Regions from separate parts of the Zea mays genome. Here region 2 is linked to region 1. A link is a contact called in public Hi-C data. All regions are on one chromosome and are shown on one strand. Each heading gives the region's core, a stretch centred on a gene start, on an enhancer-like site or on the middle of the called end of the contact. The rest is flanking DNA. Distances are from core to core; before and after follow the strand shown.

What was found. Hi-C and Micro-C count contacts between places; a contact is called where the count stands out from the background.
Region 2: a contact with region 1 is called in a Hi-C map of ear, with 3 times the contacts expected there. The contact joins the enhancer-like site here to the promoter of LOC732792 in region 1. A contact is called at or near these places in 2 of 25 Hi-C or Micro-C datasets (ear and tassel).

Annotation. Positions count from the first base shown.
Region 1 is chr7:164,822,343-164,826,333 of Zm-B73-REFERENCE-NAM-5.0, reverse strand. LOC732792 (chloroplast RNA processing 1) reads left to right here and starts at 2,118. Exons shown (of 5, transcript NM_001112409.3): 1 at 2,118-3,896. The coding sequence starts at 2,226.
Region 2 is chr7:164,904,549-164,908,261 of Zm-B73-REFERENCE-NAM-5.0, reverse strand. No RefSeq gene overlaps it. Among protein-coding and RNA genes, the nearest start is that of LOC100216659, 23 kb to the left of the region's middle. Within about 2 kb of position 2,356, at least 19 of the 20 cell types and tissues checked have an H3K27ac peak or open chromatin away from gene starts, as enhancers often do. A contact at or near this core is called in ear and tassel, where this site is marked.

The DNA of each region.
Region 1 (3,991 bases), core at 869-3,368:
TCAACAGGAGGCGCCATCATTACCCTACCCCAAGCTGACTCAGACTACGGGGAACAAGACCGGCGTCCCATCTGGCTCGCTCCGCCAGACAAGTAATGATGGCGCCCCGCACGCTCTATGACGACGGCGGCTCTCAGCCCCCTTACGGAAGCAAGAGGACGTCAGCAAGGACTCGACAGCCCCGACAGCTGTCCTTCCGCCAGGCTCCAGCGCTCCTCCGACGGCCACGACACCACACGAACCGGGTGCCAAAACCTCTCCGGCTGCCACGATGGCATGTACTTAGGGCGCTAGCTCTCCTCCGCTAGACACGTTAGCACACTGCTACACCCCCATTGTACACCTAGATCCTTTCCTTGCGCCTATAAAAGAAAGGACCAGGGCCCTCTTACAGAGGGTTGGCCGCGCGGGGAAGGACGGGACAGCGCTCGCGCGAGGCCGCTCGCTCCCTCTCGCGCGGACGCTTGTAACCCCCTACTGCAAGCGCACCCGACCAGGGCGCGGGACAAACACGAAGGCCGCGGGATTCCACCTCTCACGCCCGTCTCCCTCCGGCTCCTTCCCCCCTTCGCGCTCCGTCTCGCGCCGACCCATCTGGGCTGGGGCACGCGGCGATAATTTACTCGTCGGTCCAGGGACTCCCCGGGTTCGAAACGCCGATAAATACTATGATTTATAATGTAACCAAACAATGTTTCTGAAAAACATGATATATTTAGAGATGTCAAAACCACCGTATTATCATGACAATTGCAAGTATAATATTATAAAACTATATTTTTGAGAAATATTCTTGCCAAACAGGTCCTAAATGTCTATGTACTTTGCAACACGTTAAAAAATCTATCCAAATAATATTTTAAATCTGATACATGTTTTATGAGTATTGTTATATTATTGTTAACATTAGTTTATATTATGGATGCCATAGTTATTAACGCATCATATCATTTTTAGAACAATATCATCGTATGTTTTTTATAAGGATGTGTTTGGTTGAGGAGTGGGGGAGAATAGAGTGGTTTCGTTCCAATTTTCTGGATATTTGTTTTCCAGCAAAATAAGAGTAGAGTGGCTCCTGGATCTCCATATGGAAATTTAGGGCCCGTTTGGCACAGCTCCAGCTCCTGATTCTAAACGAGGATCTGGAGGAGCCGTGCCAAACGGGTATTTTTTTAAACTGATTCTCGTGTGGAGCCGAAAGATCAGGAGTCGTTTTTGTGAAGAAAGGTGGGATCTAAAAAAACCTGCTCCACCCTCCTTTAAAACAGCTCCTCAACCAACCAAATATGGACCTCCCCTTAAAGTTTGATCGAAATTACCCGCAATTGTCATTGGACAAAAACATAACGAGCCAATTTATAGATTAAACATTTGAGACCATTTTATGCACTACTATGATGGAAACATTTTATATGTTATTGTTTCATATTTTTTCCCGTATATGCATCCTACTTATTGGTTTGTAATAAAGTTGAACTGCAAAGAGTAAAACAGACAATCGCCACAGACCACCAACTCTCAGAAGACAAGAATCAGTTTACTTGCCAAACGATTTTAAAAATGATTCTGATTTTCTAGGAGAATCAGGAGGATCAGCTCCTCACGAGGATCAGAATCTAGAGCTAAAGAAGCAGGAGCTGGAGCTTTGCCAAACGGGCCCTTACTATTAACGCTCCCGCTCCACAAAAATGACCGGATGCGAGCACTCTTCCGGACGTGAGCGCTCACCCTCCTCTTCTACCCTCTACACTCACATGGCTCTCGAACCAAACAAAGAATGGAATGAACCAAACAAAGAATGGAATGGCTCCGCTCTATTTTACTCTTCAATAAAATAAAAAATGTAGTGACTCTGTTCTTCTTACCAAACGCAAAATATAACGACTCTATTCTCAAATATTGAAATGAAATCACTCTATTTTATTTGACTCTCCAACCAAACGAACTTCGGTACCATTTTGCTTCCGTTACAACGTAAGGTCATATTTGCGGGTATACATACAAACACAACCTTGAACCTTATATAGCCGTATACGATACTTGTAACACTGACAAGTGAGTCCCACATTGCAGTTCTGGCTTCAACCATGACCCAATCCAGAAGCAGAATGGGTAAATACCGCAAAAACCAGATAAGCCCGGTGCGCCGTCTCCTTCCTTCTCGGCGCTCTCTCGCCCGCGCCTCCATCACTCGCTAGTCGCTCCCTCCGCCTCCGTCCACCATGCCCGCCTCACTCCTTCCTCCGACCTTCCTCCCCCACCACCTGCGCCGCCTCGCTCCCGCCGGTTGCACTACCTCTTCCGTCACCTCCTCCTCGGTCTCCATCCCAGCGAGCCGCTACGACTTCGAGCCCCTCTTGGCCTACCTCTCGTCCCCCTCCGTATCGGCCTCCCTCACCTCGCCATCCCCACCGGCATCCGTTCCGGCGCCCGAGCACCGCCTCGCCGCGTCTTACTCGGCTGTCCCGTCGCACGAGTGGCATGCGTTGCTGCGTGACCTCGCCGCTAGTGACGCGTCCCTGCCGCTGGCCTTCGCGTTGCTACCTTTCCTCCACCGCCACCGTCTCTGCTTCCCGCTCGACCTCCTCCTCTCGTCTCTTCTGCACTCGCTCTCCGTGTCCGGCCGCCTTCTCCCGCACTCCCTCCTTCTCTCCTTCCCGCCGTCGCTCTCCGACCCGCCGTCCCCACTGCTGCTCAACTCCCTCCTCGCTGCGTCCGCCGCGGCCTCGCGCCCCGCCGTGGCCCTCCGGTTGCTCTCGCTGCTCCGCGAGCACGATTTCCTCCCGGACCTCGCGTCCTACTCGCATCTCCTCGCTTCGCTGCTCAACACGCGGGACCCGCCCGACGCCGCACTGCTCGAGCGCCTCCTCGGTGACCTCAGGGAGTCGCGGCTCGAGCCCGATGCTCCGCTCTTCTCGGACCTCATCTCTGCTTTCGCGCGGGCGGCGCTCCCGGACGCTGCGCTGGAGCTCCTCGCCTCCGCGCAGGCCATTGGGCTCACGCCGCGGTCTAACGCGGTCACCGCTCTCATCTCCGCCCTAGGCACTGCAGGGCGCGTCGCCGAGGCGGAGGCGCTGTTCCTCGAGTTCTTCCTCGCTGGGGAGATCAAGCCGCGGACGCGTGCTTACAACGCGCTGCTCAAAGGTTATGTCAGGATTGCTTCGCTCAAGAACGCAGAGCAAGTTCTTGACGAAATGTCACAATGCGGAGTTGCGCCAGATGAGGCCACTTACAGCCTGCTTGTGGACGCGTACACAAGAGCTGGGAGGTGGGAAAGTGCGAGGATACTGCTGAAGGAGATGGAGGCCGATGGAGTTAAACCAAGCTCGTACGTGTTCAGTCGGATCCTTGCAGGATTCCGTGACAGGGGGGATTGGCAAAAAGCTTTTGCAGTGCTCCGAGAGATGCAAGCTAGTGGAGTAAGGCCAGATCGGCATTTCTACAACGTCATGATCGATACATTTGGGAAGTACAACTGCCTTGGGCATGCTATGGATGCCTTTAACAAAATGCGAGAAGAAGGGATTGAGCCGGATGTTGTCACATGGAATACTCTCATTGATGCACATTGTAAAGGAGGGCGGCATGACCGTGCTGCGGAGCTGTTTGAGGAGATGCGTGAAAGCAATTGCCCACCAGGCACAACCACATACAACATCATGATAAATTTACTCGGAGAGCAAGAACACTGGGAGGGTGTGGAAGCAATGCTATCAGAGATGAAGGAGCAGGGACTGGTACCCAACATTATCACATATACTACTCTCGTGGATGTGTATGGAAGGTCCGGTAGGTACAAGGAGGCAATTGATTGCATTGAAGCAATGAAAGCTGATGGTCTCAAGCCATCGCCTACTATGTACCATGCCTTAGTCAATGCATATGCTCAAAGGGTAAGAAAGTCTTGTATTGTTGCATATTTTCAACTATATATTGTTATCAACGAATATCGTGTACCTAGACCTGGTTATGACCAGATAACCCGCCC
Region 2 (3,713 bases), core at 1,107-3,606, 82 kb before region 1:
TTGTTGGGTCCTGATGGGCCACTTTGGTATTGTACACATAAACGATTAGACTACAATAGGTGGAGTTTGCATATAAGATTCATTTTGTCAACTAGACCGAGTGTGATAAAATTGTCTAATTTAACCTAGTTCTAAGTGTCTTTGTCAGTCATTTGATATTAAGTACGAGAAAGGCCAAGTTAAACCCCGTCGAGCCCACCCAAAGGAAAAACACTAAACATCCATGTTTTCATTGGAATTATAATTAACTAAATAAAACCTACAACATTCTTAACCATTTCATACATCAGAGTTATTCAAAACAAGTTTAACAAAACCATCGATCTACCGGTGTCCATGAAAAGGCATACCACTGAACGATGGCAAAATATCTTCATCCTTCTTCGACTCTACGTCATTTAGGGACGTCCCGGGTGGTCTACCGATCCCGGGCACCCCCTAGAACCCACCTCCCTGACGAGGTCCCTACTGGGGTCGAGTTCTAGGGTTCTTCACGAGGAAGTAAACCCTCTGCGTCGCCGCAAAGAGAACCCTCTCCCTCATTAGATGTATTTTTATATTTGAAGAACCTTGCCCTAATATCTAGTATCTGGGTCGTTCGTCGTTGTACTCCCTCCAGTACAGTAAAGGTAGTCGTTTAGGACATGATTGTGCATACCAAGGAGTGATTAATTATCATAGAGTTTTCCCTGTTTGCCCCTATTAAATAGGGATATGGGTGCATTAACATCACTAAAATGATCAGGCTTGATTGGTTGCTGCAGCAGGTCCAAGGCATTCTAGACTGGAGGTCTCAAGTTCGATTCCTCTTAGAGTATCTCCAACAATGCCTCAAACTAAAGCCTCAAATCGAAATATAGGGCTCTACACAGGAAAAACCACTCCAACAGTGCCTCAATTCAACAAATTTTGTCAAAAAACTATAGGGCACCCTCTCAAGTGCCTCAAATATACTACAGCGTAGTGGGTTGCCCTATAATCTACATTTGGGGCTTTACTGTTGGAGCGGGGTGTTTTGTTGGTGCCCTAAATTCTATAAAATTTACTTATTTTTAAATTATAAGGCATTTTTATAGGTCACGTTGTTGGAGATGCTCTTAAATGCATCTTTTTTTGTGCAATTACTAGGGGCAACAACGTCCAAATCCCAGACCCACGCGCGCTATGACTTCTTTTTGTGCACGCTCGGTCACGCGCAGGATGACTTCTTTTACTGCACCGGAGGGAGTATATACTCTTCTCACTCACTGTTTCCTGCAGTAAACTCGTTTGTGATTACCGGCCCCCGCGAGTTCGCAACAATCAGTTTCGAAAATAGTACCCCGCGACCGCGAATTCCTCCTGCTCACTGTTTGCTTGCTACTACTGAGAATGGCGCGGCGCGTGTGGGGGACCGGACAAGTTTTGGCTCGGCCTGGCTCGCTTCGAGAAAGTTTGTTTGGTCCGGCTTGGTTTAGCGGACGGCGTGCGGGCCAGGCGAGCATTGATTGGAGGCCGGACGCGGGCCACCGGCCCAGCCACTAGACGTGGGCGTACGTGGCGCTGGCCCACACGTTGCATGGCATGTCGGGACTCGGGACTTGCTCTGGAGTCTGGACTCTAGACTGGAGACGACGACGGTGGCGGGCTCGCGTTGGAACTTGGGAGTGAATTTACACACACACACGTGCCTGCTTCGTTCTACCTCTGGAGAGTCTCGATCACGATGATGTATCGAACGGTACAGTGCACATGCATGCTAGCAGGGAACACTGACCAGCAGCCCGTGTCCGTTACTCGCCCGGTCGCCCCGGGGCCAGCCTACTCCATTTCTGAATTGCGCTCTCTCTCTCTCAACAATTAGGTGAGCCGATTTGGCTCTCCCGATTGAACAAGCAAAACCTCGTTTGCACAGACTTGCAAAACGTCCCGCCAAAACAAACAAACACATATCTCGCTCGATCGGAATCCTTTGCGTCTAGTGTACTAGCAGTGTGTAGTCGATCTCCGGTCGTCGGATCCACCTTGGCATTTGGCAACTCGCATCGCATGAATGATGCATCGTCGCCGTAATGGATGATTCATCATTCACGTGCAGCACACCACCCACCGCGTGCGCTAGCTTGCATTGCGTGACAGGATCGATCGACTTTTCATCGGTCGATGACCATTCGATTTCGCCATGGTACGAGGAATACATACTGATTGGTCGATTTGACGGGGTTGGCACTTGGTTGGTGCACGCCTACGTGGCCGCCGCCAGAGCTCTGCTTGCCTCCTGCTTGTGAATCCGTTCTCGTTACCGTCCACGTGCCATGATTTGGGTTACACGTAATACAACTGCCAGATGGGCCGGCTGGGGGCTCTCTTCTTGCAGCCCGCTCCAGCGAGCACTGGAGGGAGAGGAGGGCCGGCTATAATCGGCTGGGAGTCGGAGCGCTCAAGGTGAAATACGGGCTGGAGTTTTTTTTTTTTTTTTGGCAACGAAAACTGCAAAATGAATACGTACAAACTGAAGCGCCTAGAGAGGAAAAAGGAATAAAAGCTGTGATCGTAACTTCCATGCAGTTCCAGGCCGGAACTGATGGAACATTAATTTGCACTCTGATTGTCCTGCTACTATGCCTGTATATAAAGTGCTTGCTGAGCTGGGGTGTACACACACCATCTCTTGCTCGATTTCATATACTTATACGGAGTACCAAACACACCAAGCAAGAGCCATGGCCCAACGACCGACGACGGCCGCTGTCAACATGGCCCTCTACGCCCTCCTCTCTTTCTTCTTCGCCCTCTACTTCCAAGCCCAAGGTGAAGGTATATGTACACGTACGTATACACGTATGACGTATCGATTGCACGTAGTCGTCATAACACTGGTGGTAGTGATGGTCAACGTAACTGATGGACAGGTACGATAACAGATGCGTTGGGACCCAGCCCCGGTGGTCCGGCGCCCGAGACGGCGGCGGAGTTCGTCGTGCTGCGGGAGCCCATGGCCATCCCGGAGCGCCTGCTGCGGGCGGCGGCGACGGCGGTTGGCGCGGCGAACGCGACGGATCCGGATACGCAGATGACGGAGCTCATGTGCTTGGAATGCGACTGCTGCCTCAAGCACACCAGCCCGCGGGTGTGCCTCACGACGTGCTGCTGCCAGAGGGTCTGCGGCGAGTCCGTCTGCTCCATTCCGGAGGTGGTCTCCTGCGGATGCAACCACTGCGTCCCCCCTCCTCCTCATCACAGCCATCGCCATTCTCCTCCTCCTCATCACAGCCATCGCCATTCTCCTCCTCCTCCTCCTCCTGCTATCTGACCGACTGAAGCATCACTACACGGACATATACGTGGAGCTTCAAAATAAAATGGGGGGAGTGGTGGTGCGAATTAATAATCCAAGCCAAATGTATCCGTTCCAGTTTTGATGTATGCATGTGTGGTGTTAATCCTTGTGACTGTGTTACGATCGAAGATGGTATTGCCTGAAATGCTTTGGCCTTTTGATATGGGTGCTTGCTTCTATGAGAGGAATTAGCCCTGCATGCACCACTACGGGAATCCCTATACATCTATCGACGACACCTTGAACCTCCCTGCAGCTGTTGAAGAAACTTATGAGATGTTTGGTTTAATGAATCACTCTATCCAAAATGAAGTGGTGCATCATGGGTCCATTCCTCAAATTTGGTGGGATGACTCCATTCCACATATTAGTACTAAACAACTAACTATAAGGA